3 separate regions of the Zea mays genome follow, and all the other regions are linked to region 2. A link is a contact called in public Hi-C data. All regions are on one chromosome and are shown on one strand. Each heading gives the region's core, a stretch centred on a gene start, on an enhancer-like site or on the middle of the called end of the contact. The rest is flanking DNA. Distances are from core to core; before and after follow the strand shown.

Evidence for each region. Hi-C and Micro-C count contacts between places; a contact is called where the count stands out from the background.
Region 1: a Hi-C map of root tip shows a contact between it and region 2, with 6 times the contacts expected there. The contact joins the promoter of LOC100276548 here to the promoter of LOC100502422 in region 2. A contact is called at or near these places in 8 of 25 Hi-C or Micro-C datasets (bundle sheath, ear, endosperm and 3 more).
Region 3: a contact with region 2 is called in a Hi-C map of endosperm, with 3 times the contacts expected there. The contact joins the promoter of LOC100502274 here to the promoter of LOC100502422 in region 2. A contact is called at or near these places in 4 of 25 Hi-C or Micro-C datasets (bundle sheath, ear, endosperm and 1 more).

Annotation. Positions count from the first base shown.
Region 1 is chr6:92,876,208-92,879,486 of Zm-B73-REFERENCE-NAM-5.0, reverse strand. It overlaps LOC100276548, which reads left to right and starts at 1,910. Exons shown (of 4, transcript NM_001374062.1): 1 at 1,910-2,476; 2 at 2,662-2,832; 3 at 2,931-3,107; 4 at 3,275-3,279. The coding sequence starts at 1,955.
Region 2 is chr6:92,575,635-92,579,040 of Zm-B73-REFERENCE-NAM-5.0, reverse strand. It overlaps LOC100502422, which reads right to left and starts at 1,571. Exons shown (of 5, transcript NM_001196900.1): 1 at 688-1,571. The coding sequence starts at 1,290.
Region 3 is chr6:92,284,325-92,287,705 of Zm-B73-REFERENCE-NAM-5.0, reverse strand. LOC100502274 (Protein LAZ1) reads right to left here and starts at 1,674. Exons shown (of 10, transcript XM_035959972.1): 1 at 1,486-1,674; 2 at 771-811; 3 at 466-680; 4 at 295-351; 5 at 62-170. The coding sequence starts at 621. LOC542305 (cyclin 3) reads right to left here. Exons shown (of 11, transcript NM_001363253.1): 10 at 3,237-3,381; 11 at 2,691-3,144. The coding sequence ends at 3,006.

The DNA.
Region 1 (3,279 bases), core at 661-3,160, 300 kb before region 2:
ACCGGTTTCTACCAATTTACCGGCGGTAAACCGTTACCGGTGGGGTGCGGTTTTTACATCCCCACCGGTTTTGTAAACCGTGGCCTGAACTCAGCTAGTAGAATCGAAGAGCAGACGTCACACCGTTCTTGCATCGCAAGCGTTACCCCTAAATTTTCCCCCTATATCACTTTTTGGGTCACATCATCAATATTTCACCCCCTATGTTTTCATCTCCTGCAGCGGTTCCCCCTAAATACTCCCCCTATACCCCACTACAACTATAAAATAACATTTTCTATATCTATTACCAATTTTTTATCTACTAACAATTACTCGTGGCTCCACAACACAGTGCTGTAGGGGATGAACAGTGATCCCCTTGATCTGGGGGCACGCACGCCCACCCCTACGACTGCAGCGCATAGGGAGCTCTCTAGCGTTAGCCGCTGCGGGCGTAGAGACCCCCTACGCAGGGGAGAGGGCGCGGTAGCGCAAAGCGTTGAGGATAGTCTCAAGTCGAGAGTGGGAAGGGGAGGGAGAGGGCCGGGGCCCACGCGCAGTTCCCGAGGTCGGTGGCGCCATGCGCTTGTTGTTCTCCTCCTATTCTCTCTCATGTACCCGGCGTCGTCCTTCATGCTAGCATAGTAGCTCTGTGCATACGGATATGTACTATGTAGCTGGTATATATAGATACATAACCTAGTGTAGACAGACAGGTAGGTATAGTAGAGGATGTCGTCCAAGAAGCTGTACAGTACGTACGTAGGGTCCTAGCTAGCTGGTGCAGGGCAAGTGCACAGCAGCAATAAAAGCTACGTACGTACTCGTAGGCTGCTCTTGTACAAAGAACAGAAGAGCTACGGACGGGATCGATGCATGCATGGACCATTCGGAACGATGCATGGTATGGACCATTCGAACAGCAGCAGCAGGCCATGGGTATATACATGGGTATATATACTCCGCGCTAACAAACACCGAGGAAATGCTGTCTAACTGCTCGACACAAGTTGGGGCTCAGAAAGGCCCACGAGGCGAGAGAGAGAGGCAGAGGACACGTACGTGTACGTGGGCCTCCAACGGGTGAGCCCACCCACCCGCCTGCATGCCAATTGCCAATGCAGGAGCCAGGGATGCGCAGGGAAACTGATACGGGCGAGCCGCTGCCGCCCCAGAAGCCGTTTTCGACGCATTTGTGGGGTCAAACCTGCGGGCCCCGCACACGGGATCTTCTGTTCTGAGGCCGGGGCCTCGTCATCATATCATTCTCCCAGCTTGGCCGTCTTCGTTTTCCCGAGATTGATTGAGTATTAAGAAATGTTTGCCACAGAAATCAATCCATTCGATTCAGCTGCCGTGGCATGGCATGACAGCGAGGATGAAGGGGAGGAACTCCATGGCTTGGCTTTCATCAGTGTGGGCGTGGGCGTGGGCGTGGCCAAGAGTTTCTGTCATCTCTGAATATATGCCATCAAGAGTTCAGTCTCAGTCAGTCATGAGCGTTGGAGCTTTCAAAGCCTGCCTGTGCCCGCTAATTACTCAGTCAGTAGATTAAAGGGCATCATCACACACTATCACAGGGCAGAGAGCTTTACCCGACGCCCAGGACGAATCCTCCTGGAGCCTAGCACTGTCATTATGCCCTAGCTAGGCCAGGCCTAGGGTTCACAGGTCGCAATACAACAAAAAACCAGATTGGGGGCCTCACTGCATTCTACTGCTGCGACTAGTACGGTACACACCACAGATAAATCAGCAGCAAGTTCCATGGATTAATGTAGTACTACTACGTATTTGTTACTAGCAGCCTACTACCTTAATGGCAACTGTTTACCATTTATCAAAGGGAATAATTGTCCCCCCCTTTCATTCCCCGTATCTTAATCCCCCGTTGTCCGTCTCCTCCCTCCACCGCAGGCACACACACCTCCCTTTTTCATTCGAGTTCGAGGAGAAGGCGGCGGATGCGGCCATGGAGCTCGACGAGCAGGCCTTCCTGGAGGAGATCCTCTCCCTGCGCAGGGACGCCTGGGACTGCAATGTGTCCATGGGGGACCTCTTCGCCCCGGCGGCGGCCGCCGCCATTGACTGCTCCTTCCACAACCAGCAGGCGCCCACCGTCAGCGTCCTCCCCACCTTCACCGCCTCCTGCGCCGAGCCGCCGGCCTTCGACTGCCTCAGCGAGGTCTACGGCGCCGCCGCCGCGTTCGGCGGGCCCAATGCCGGCGACGAGATGGCGTTCCTCCACGTCGCGGAGCCCAAGGAGGCGCTGCAGCTGGACAACAACGCCGGCCTCGGGGTGTGCAAGGTGGAGCCCGGCCTGGTGGAGAGCGACGGCGGCGGCGCCGCCGCGCCGACGCCCGCCCCTGCGGCGTCCAAGAAGAAGAGGGTCGAGGGGATGCCGTCCAAGAACCTCATGGCCGAGCGCCGCCGCCGCAAGCGCCTCAACGACCGCCTCTCCATGCTGCGCTCCGTCGTGCCCAAGATCAGCAAGGTGAGAAGGACAAAGAGGGGGGGGGGGGGGGGGGGGGGGGGGGGGGGATCTCTCCTTTTTTCTTGGTTCTTTGTCCACCTCGTCGGACAAGAAAACAGCAAACACGCAATCAGTATGTCTATCTACGGCGTCGGCGGCTGGGCTGATGACTGATGAGATACGAAATGCGCGTGGTGGGTGCACAGATGGACCGGACGTCGATCCTGGGCGACACGATCGACTACATGAAGGAGCTGCTGGAGAGGATCAAGCTGCTGCAGGAGGAGATCGAGCAGCAGGGGGAGGCGCCGGCGGGCATGCTCAGCGTCTTCCGGGAGCTCAACCCCAACGAGATGGTGGCCAGGAACACCCCCAAGGTACGATTCTATCTTGTGGCTGGCCGCGATTGGGGGAAGGGGAATGCGAGGCGCGGCTGAGACGCTGATGCTGATGCTGATGCTGCGTCCTCGTGCAGTTGGACGTGGAGCGGAAGGAGGGCGCCGACACCCGGGTGGAGATCTACTGCGGCGCCAGCGCCAGGCCGGGGCTGCTGCTGTCCACGGTGAGCACGCTGGACGCGCTAGGGCTGGACATCCAGCAGTGCGTCGTCAGCTGCTTCAACGACTTCGGCATGCACGCCTCCTGCTCCGAGGTAGTCACCACCGTGACCGCTGCCTGCCCACACACACAATACATTGGTTCTAGATCTGCCAGACTCCCTTCGTCCTCAAATTAATTGGACGCGATGCAGTGCAAACAAGTTTTGCTCCTTGAATGTGGTTGCCTGACTGACTGACAGGGGGGACAATGACATCGCAGATGCA
Region 2 (3,406 bases), core at 322-2,821:
TCAAACTTCTTTTTTAAATAATATTGTGCATGCTAGTATAGCTTGTACCTACAAAGGCTAGCATGAGTAGATGGAGACATATTAAGGGCATTGCGGTTGAACTCACAAAGCTAGAAAACAACATATGTTCTAATCTTACAAGGATATGAACCCTCTGTTCTGTTATTCGATACATAGAACCATGGCATTGGTAGATTTAACAAATCATGCTGATGACTTATACATTTAGTGTGTGTTCGTTTTAATCTCAATCCATGTGGATTGGATGGGATTGAGAGGGTTTAAATCCAAAGCAAGTTAAAATTCTTCATATATTTTTTTCTAATCCCATGTAATCCGACTAAGGCCTTAAGGGGCAGCCAACTGCCAAATATGTAGCACCATTTCCACTAACGAAATCTTATAACACTCTAAGAAGATGAGCGTTTCCAGCATCCACGTTAACTTTTGCAAATATTCAAAAAAAGTTTTCTCTGTGTTTGTCAATTTCCAAGCAAGGAAGTACCCTTTGCTAGACTAACTGCATTAATGTCACTTAATCAATGCAAGTATCTTCAGTGGCAGGTGGCAAGGGCCCTAAGCAGGTCTATAAATAAGTTCCTCAATACTACTAGTAGTTCAGAAGCATATCAACTGCTAGCTAAGCACAAATTTACAGGCTAGTAGTGGCAGGAGTTCATCACTGACCTCAAGAATCTTGACGCGTCCGGCAACATCTGGCCTGTCAACGGTGACCTGCCTATCAAATCTCCCTGGTCGTAGGAGCGCGGAGTCCAGCACATCGGGCCTGTTGGTGGCGGCAAGCACAATGACACCGCTGTTGCCAGCGAAGCCATCCATCTCCGTCAAGAGCTGGTTAATGGTCTGCTCTCTCTCGTCATTACCCCCACCAAGTCCGGCACCGCGCTGCCTTCCAACGGCATCAATCTCATCAATGAAGACAATGCAGGGCGCCTTGGCCTTGGCCTTCTCGAAGAGGTCGCGCACCCTGGAGGCACCGACACCGACGAAGAGCTCGACGAACTCAGAGGCAGCGCAGGAGAAGAAGGGCACCCCGGCCTCCCCAGCGACGGCACGCGCAAGGAGGGTCTTCCCGGTCCCAGGCGGGCCGACGAGGAGACAACCCTTGGGGATCTTGGCTCCGAGCGCGGTGTACTTGTCGGGGTTCTTGAGGAAATCCACGACCTCCTGCAGCTCGAGCTTGGCCTGGTCCGCGCCGGCAACGTCGAGGAAGGTGACACCCGTCTCAGGCACCTCCTGGAACTTGCTCTTGGAGCGGCCGAAGTCCATGGGCCCGCCGAGGCCACCAGGCCCGGCGCCGGGCCCGCCCTGCGCGCGGCGGAAGAGGAAGAAGAGGCCAGCGAACGCGATAAAAGGGAAGAGGAGGTTGCCGACGAAGGCGACGAAGCCGCCCGGGCCCGCCGACTCGCCCTCGGAGACGGAGATGTCGACGCCGTTGGTGGCGAGGATGTCTATGAGGTCGGGGTCGTTGGGGACGACGACGGTGGCGCGGCGGCCGTCGACGGCGGTGAGCTGGAGCAGACCGCCGTCCTTGGAAAAGCGCACGCGCTCGACCTTGCCGCGCTTGACGGCGGAGAGGAACTCGCTGTAGCGCCACTGAGCGCCCTCGGGGAGGTCGGAGGCCGCGGCGGAGGGCTTGGGGGCCGTGAGGAGGGAGCTGGAGAAGGGGTTGACTGTCGGGGTGGGCGCCTCGGCCTGGAGCTCCGGCGCCGGCGCGGGGGTTGGGGCGGGGGCAGGCGCCGGCGCGTCGGCGGCGAGCGCGGGCGAGGCCGCGAGCGCCAGGAGCGCCGCCGATGCGGGAAGGGGCTTGGCGAGAGGGAGCCGCGGCGGGCGGAGGGAGGAAGGCTTGGGCTTTGGGAGCGAGGCGGTGATTAGGAGGTGGGAGGCGGACACCGACGGCGGCGCCATGGTTGATGGGTAGTTCTTGGGGGGCTGGGTGGGTGAGGTAGTGATGAGGTGAGGTGGTGTGAGGCGGGACCTGGAGAAAGGGGAGAACTTGGGGAGATGAGATATAGGGCCATAGGGGAAGGGAAGGGAGCGATGGTTTGCCGCTTGACGTGGAGACGATGATGGCCATAGATGGCGTTCTGCTATCTCCTATCTTGAGGCAGGGAAAGCGCGACTTGTACAGTCACCTGTTCAGTTTGCACTCCCAAGAACCATCCACAAATATTTGGCCTTGGCCACCACACCAAGTTCTTCTCCTCAAATCCAACGCCTCAAACAGAAACTAAAAACTTGAGGTTTCATAATTTTTGGATTGGTATATGTACTGCGCTTAAGGTTTGTTTCAGCCTGTAAATTATATAATCTGGATTATATATGAGATCAAATAATCTATTATATAATCTAGATTAAATACTCTAGGTGTCTGTTGTGTAATATAGAAATTTGATTATTGATTCAGGGTGTGTTTGGTTTGGCTTTGGCTTTGGCTTTTGCACCCTAAAAACCAAAAGTCAATCAAAGAACTGGATCAAGTAAGCAGTTTTTTTTAAAAGCCGACTTTCTTGCAGTGCAAATCTGAAAGCACCACTGAACCTGTTTTTAGTGGCTTTTCGGATGGAACTGTAAAAACATATATCGAAAAACTTTTAACGACTTTTAATGGTTTCCATCAAACAGTTTTTAGCTTTTTAACAACTCACATACTACAACAACTTTTTTTGACAGCTCACAGCCCACAACAATTTTTTTCACAGCTTACAGCTTACAACAACTTTTTTCACTGCCACAGCTCAACCAAACGAACCCTCAGTTATGTGTTGTGGGGCATGAGCAAGAAAAAATAGATAAAACATTTTTTAAGTAGCAATAGTGGGTAATTTCTCTTGAAATTGTAATGGTCATGGGTAGGTCTTTTACCGAATAAGTTGAAATAAGCATATATTGAAGATCAGCTTATGGGATTTTTAAACGAGATTTTATTCCACTTTTATGGAGTTTATCATCCACACACCTCACATCAGTGAATGTCAATAACCTGACTAACTAAAGGGACCAGACCTTGCTAACTGAATTTATGGAGTGAATCGTGAGATTGAGAACTAAAGGTAAATGTACATGAGACTCGTGGATTTAGATAGATCTGGGCTCCCAATATGAGATAATATCATGGGTCTTATATGTTGGTGTCGATTGCTTATGATATAATGATCTGATGCTCTTACGGGGCTCACACGTCCTCTTTTACTTTTTATAGTCCAAGTAGGGCAATGGCGGAGCTCCATATAATTGATGCCCTTGGCCACTCACAAATCATAATTCAGTGTGTAGCTGGCAGTGCGGTGGCGGCCTTCGGAACCATGGAGGGGAGTATAGGTGTACATTTGGGCTGGGTCTGATGGGTCGGCCCGAAGCACGAAAAAAAAAGCACGACTCAGGT
Region 3 (3,381 bases), core at 425-2,924, 290 kb after region 2:
GTTAGGCCAAGATATGAATAATAAATATCATTGGAATGTGAAGTAAGTGACAGAGGAGTACCTAAGCAAGCAACTAGATAGCGCCCAAAACAGTACATAGCAAATGCCTCATAGCCATCTCGCATGATTTCGATATCAACACTTATTGATGGATTTACCAGTGATATGTACTGCAAGAGTTCTCATAAAATGTTAAACAGTACGGCGATGCATCAATCGAGCAACCAGATCTTATCCTATATGGACTAGGTATTAATCTAGGATGAATGACAAAGCAGCAGCACAGCACCTTACCGACTCGACTGCATAGCACGGCACCATGAGAATGACGCCGACAAGAAACTTCTGTTCCTGAAAGAGCATAATGCGGCAAGAATGAGTGAAAATACCAAGTCAGACACGGTTCAAACAATGTATCACATTGATTTATTTAAACACTAAGCAACACTGATAACGATCCACAACCTCTGGGTTTTTGTAGGCTGACAGATGATTGAACAGCAAGTACAGGGACAGCGAGACGGAGATGATAACAAAAACCCCGGCGATGAGGGTAGCCCAGAGAGGTGGTGTATAGCTTCCAATAACCGCAAGCAATTGCTTGGCCAACTCCACCGCCATCCCTTCTCACTGCCCCCCTTAACTGGTCTTCAATGATTATGCCCCGTTTGGAATGAAATCTGTTGCAGGGTATGGTTCATAGAGGATCATAATAAGTGAGACAGAGACTGGAGCTCTTGCTCTTCCCTTGTTGAGCGGCACGGCAGTACCTAAAATTCTGTTGTTCCACTTGATACTTTGGTCTCTCTTCCTGCAAACACCATATATATAAAAGAGATAAAGATGAGGAGGACGCAAGGGCAAATCTTGAAGGGGCAGCAGAATTGAACTCGTAAAGACCGCACATGAATGAAGCAGAAATAACGTTGCTTTGCACCCAACCCCGATCAAAGATTTGAAGGGGGCTACTGGGAAATCTGGAACTGGAAAAAATATTAAAGGGGCAATAGGTGAGCTTCTGTAAATCTGGGAGTTTTCCGCCAAGAAACGATCTTCGATCCAAAATAGCCCCTAAAAGGAAACCTGAGCAAGCTCGAGCAGCCGGATCACCCATGGCGACGTCGGACGTCGCACTAATGGATGACCCCACGGCGGTGGGCGGCCGTGTCTTCGTCAAATTGCCAACCCACTTCTCCCTCACCGTCACCGCCGGAAAACTTGACGAAGGGAGGATCCAAAACAGAACTAAAGGAAAGGATACAAACCTAGAGAATCGGATCTGAGCCGGAGCAAACCAATGCAGGAGGGATCAACGAAAACCGACCAGAGGGAGAGCAAGACTCCGCAAACAGAGAGCCCAATCAACCGGCGCACAAGAAAAAACGAGCTTTGCCTGCCTAGGATTAATTGGGGTTGGAAGAGAACCATGGGGAGCGTGGGGCTTGATTACATTTACATACAGAGGATTAGGTGGCGGAATCGTACTTGTCAGGGAGACAGGGACGGCGGGGAGAGAAATTGTTTCTCCTGCACCACATGCTCGCAACGTCTCTGGTTTTGTTTGCAGTCGCTGTCTGTCTGGTCGGGTCAACCAGGAACTCTCGCTCTCTCTGGGCTGGCCCTCTTTTTTTTCCTGTGCTCTTGCCTTCGTTCTCTGGCAACTCCAGATCGTAGCCCCCAATTCAAATTTGGATCTTGAAAATTAAACTAGAACACAAAAGGTGATTTGGTATGCAGTTTGCATTTTACTAAAAAAACAACACAATGCGTCGAAAACATACAGACTAATAAAAACAAAAGGTGTATTAAGCATGGATGGTTGTATTTAGAGACGCGGTGGCTGTCAAAGTGACTCCATTGTACAATGGGGATCAAAGTTGTTTGATTGGAGGCATGGAGTTGAGACGATCTGGAAGATCATGTGGAGGACTTGAGAGATGGACTTCCATGGCAATGGGCGGATTTAACTCAATTCAAGATAGGTGATATATTTTTTCCCCCGATAAGGGCAAGAGATTGTATATATAATTTCAAGACGCCAGGGGCGAATAAAATTTAAGAGCTTGCTGCTGAGAGTATTTTGTCTAATACTCCATCGTTCTTAAATACTACCTCCAATTTTTTTTTTTGTCGTCGAAAAGTCAAAAATGAATTGGTGAGCGTCATATATAAAAAACTAGAGGTAGTATATGACACCGTTGACTTTTTAAAAAAAATTAACCACTTATTTTATTCAAAAATGTAAAATTTTAAAAAAACAACCACTTATTTTATTCAAAATATTTATTTAAAAATGTAAAATTTTAAGTCACGTTCAAACAACCTCAACTGATAAATAAAATAAATGATACTTCACATTTTTTTGTTGAAGTTTAAAAAAATCAATAACCTCACGCCTGAAATGCAAGGTGGTCATGGTCATAGTAGTAAACCAGCTACTACAAGCTCACTTCAGAGCCATTCACGTTTCACACTGCAAGGTGTTGTTAATTGCGGATGTAAAGTTCATAACCCAAAAAAAAGTCCATGATATCAAGAAAAAGACAAAAAAAGTGATAATAACAATACAAATTTAATTACCAGGAACTAATGGGCATGAGACACGGCTTCATGTTTGACGCATCTACTGTCTAGGTCGATAACCGCGTTGAGTGAATACTGGCAAGTCAGACAACAATTTCAGCAGATCCACATAATCAATGTTTATTTTTCAAAACGCAGAGGTGTCACATGACATGAGTAAAGAATGATGGCCAGGATACAACAAATGAAATTCCAATCGATATAATTGGAAAAAAAAACCCTAAACAACACAAACACTGTTTCATTAATGTTAAGTTATTGAACTAACAAACAACACACCAACCCAGCCCCACCAAATATTTGCTGCAACAGCCGTTGCATATATTCAGATAGATCCCACTTCTGTAGTTTAGTCGAAGCAGCCTATATATACACCTCTTTCCATGGAAGTAGTTAAGAGTGTGTATAGTTCAAGCTTAGGTTCAGGCATCCAGCAAGAAAGTTGCGGGTTCCGATTTCGCAGCATAGCTATATCTAGAAGTGTTGTACTTTCTATGGACCCCTGTAAGTTTCCCATGAGCTGCTCTTTGGTGCAGTTCAACCATCATCCTAGAGCAAACCCTGCAACATAGAAGGGGCCATGTAACTGTAAGCACAAGCTGAAAAAAGATATGCCTTTTGTAGTATATAAAGAGTAGGGGAGGTATAACTACATTAGATGTTCTTCTGAATATTTTGTGTGCAGCTCACAGCATTTGTTCCAGGACTTGAACCCATTTATGGTGCATTGAGCGGTGTAGATGGCAGCGGCTGCTAGCATAGACGGGCAGAACTGGAGCATCTCATATTCGACAAGAC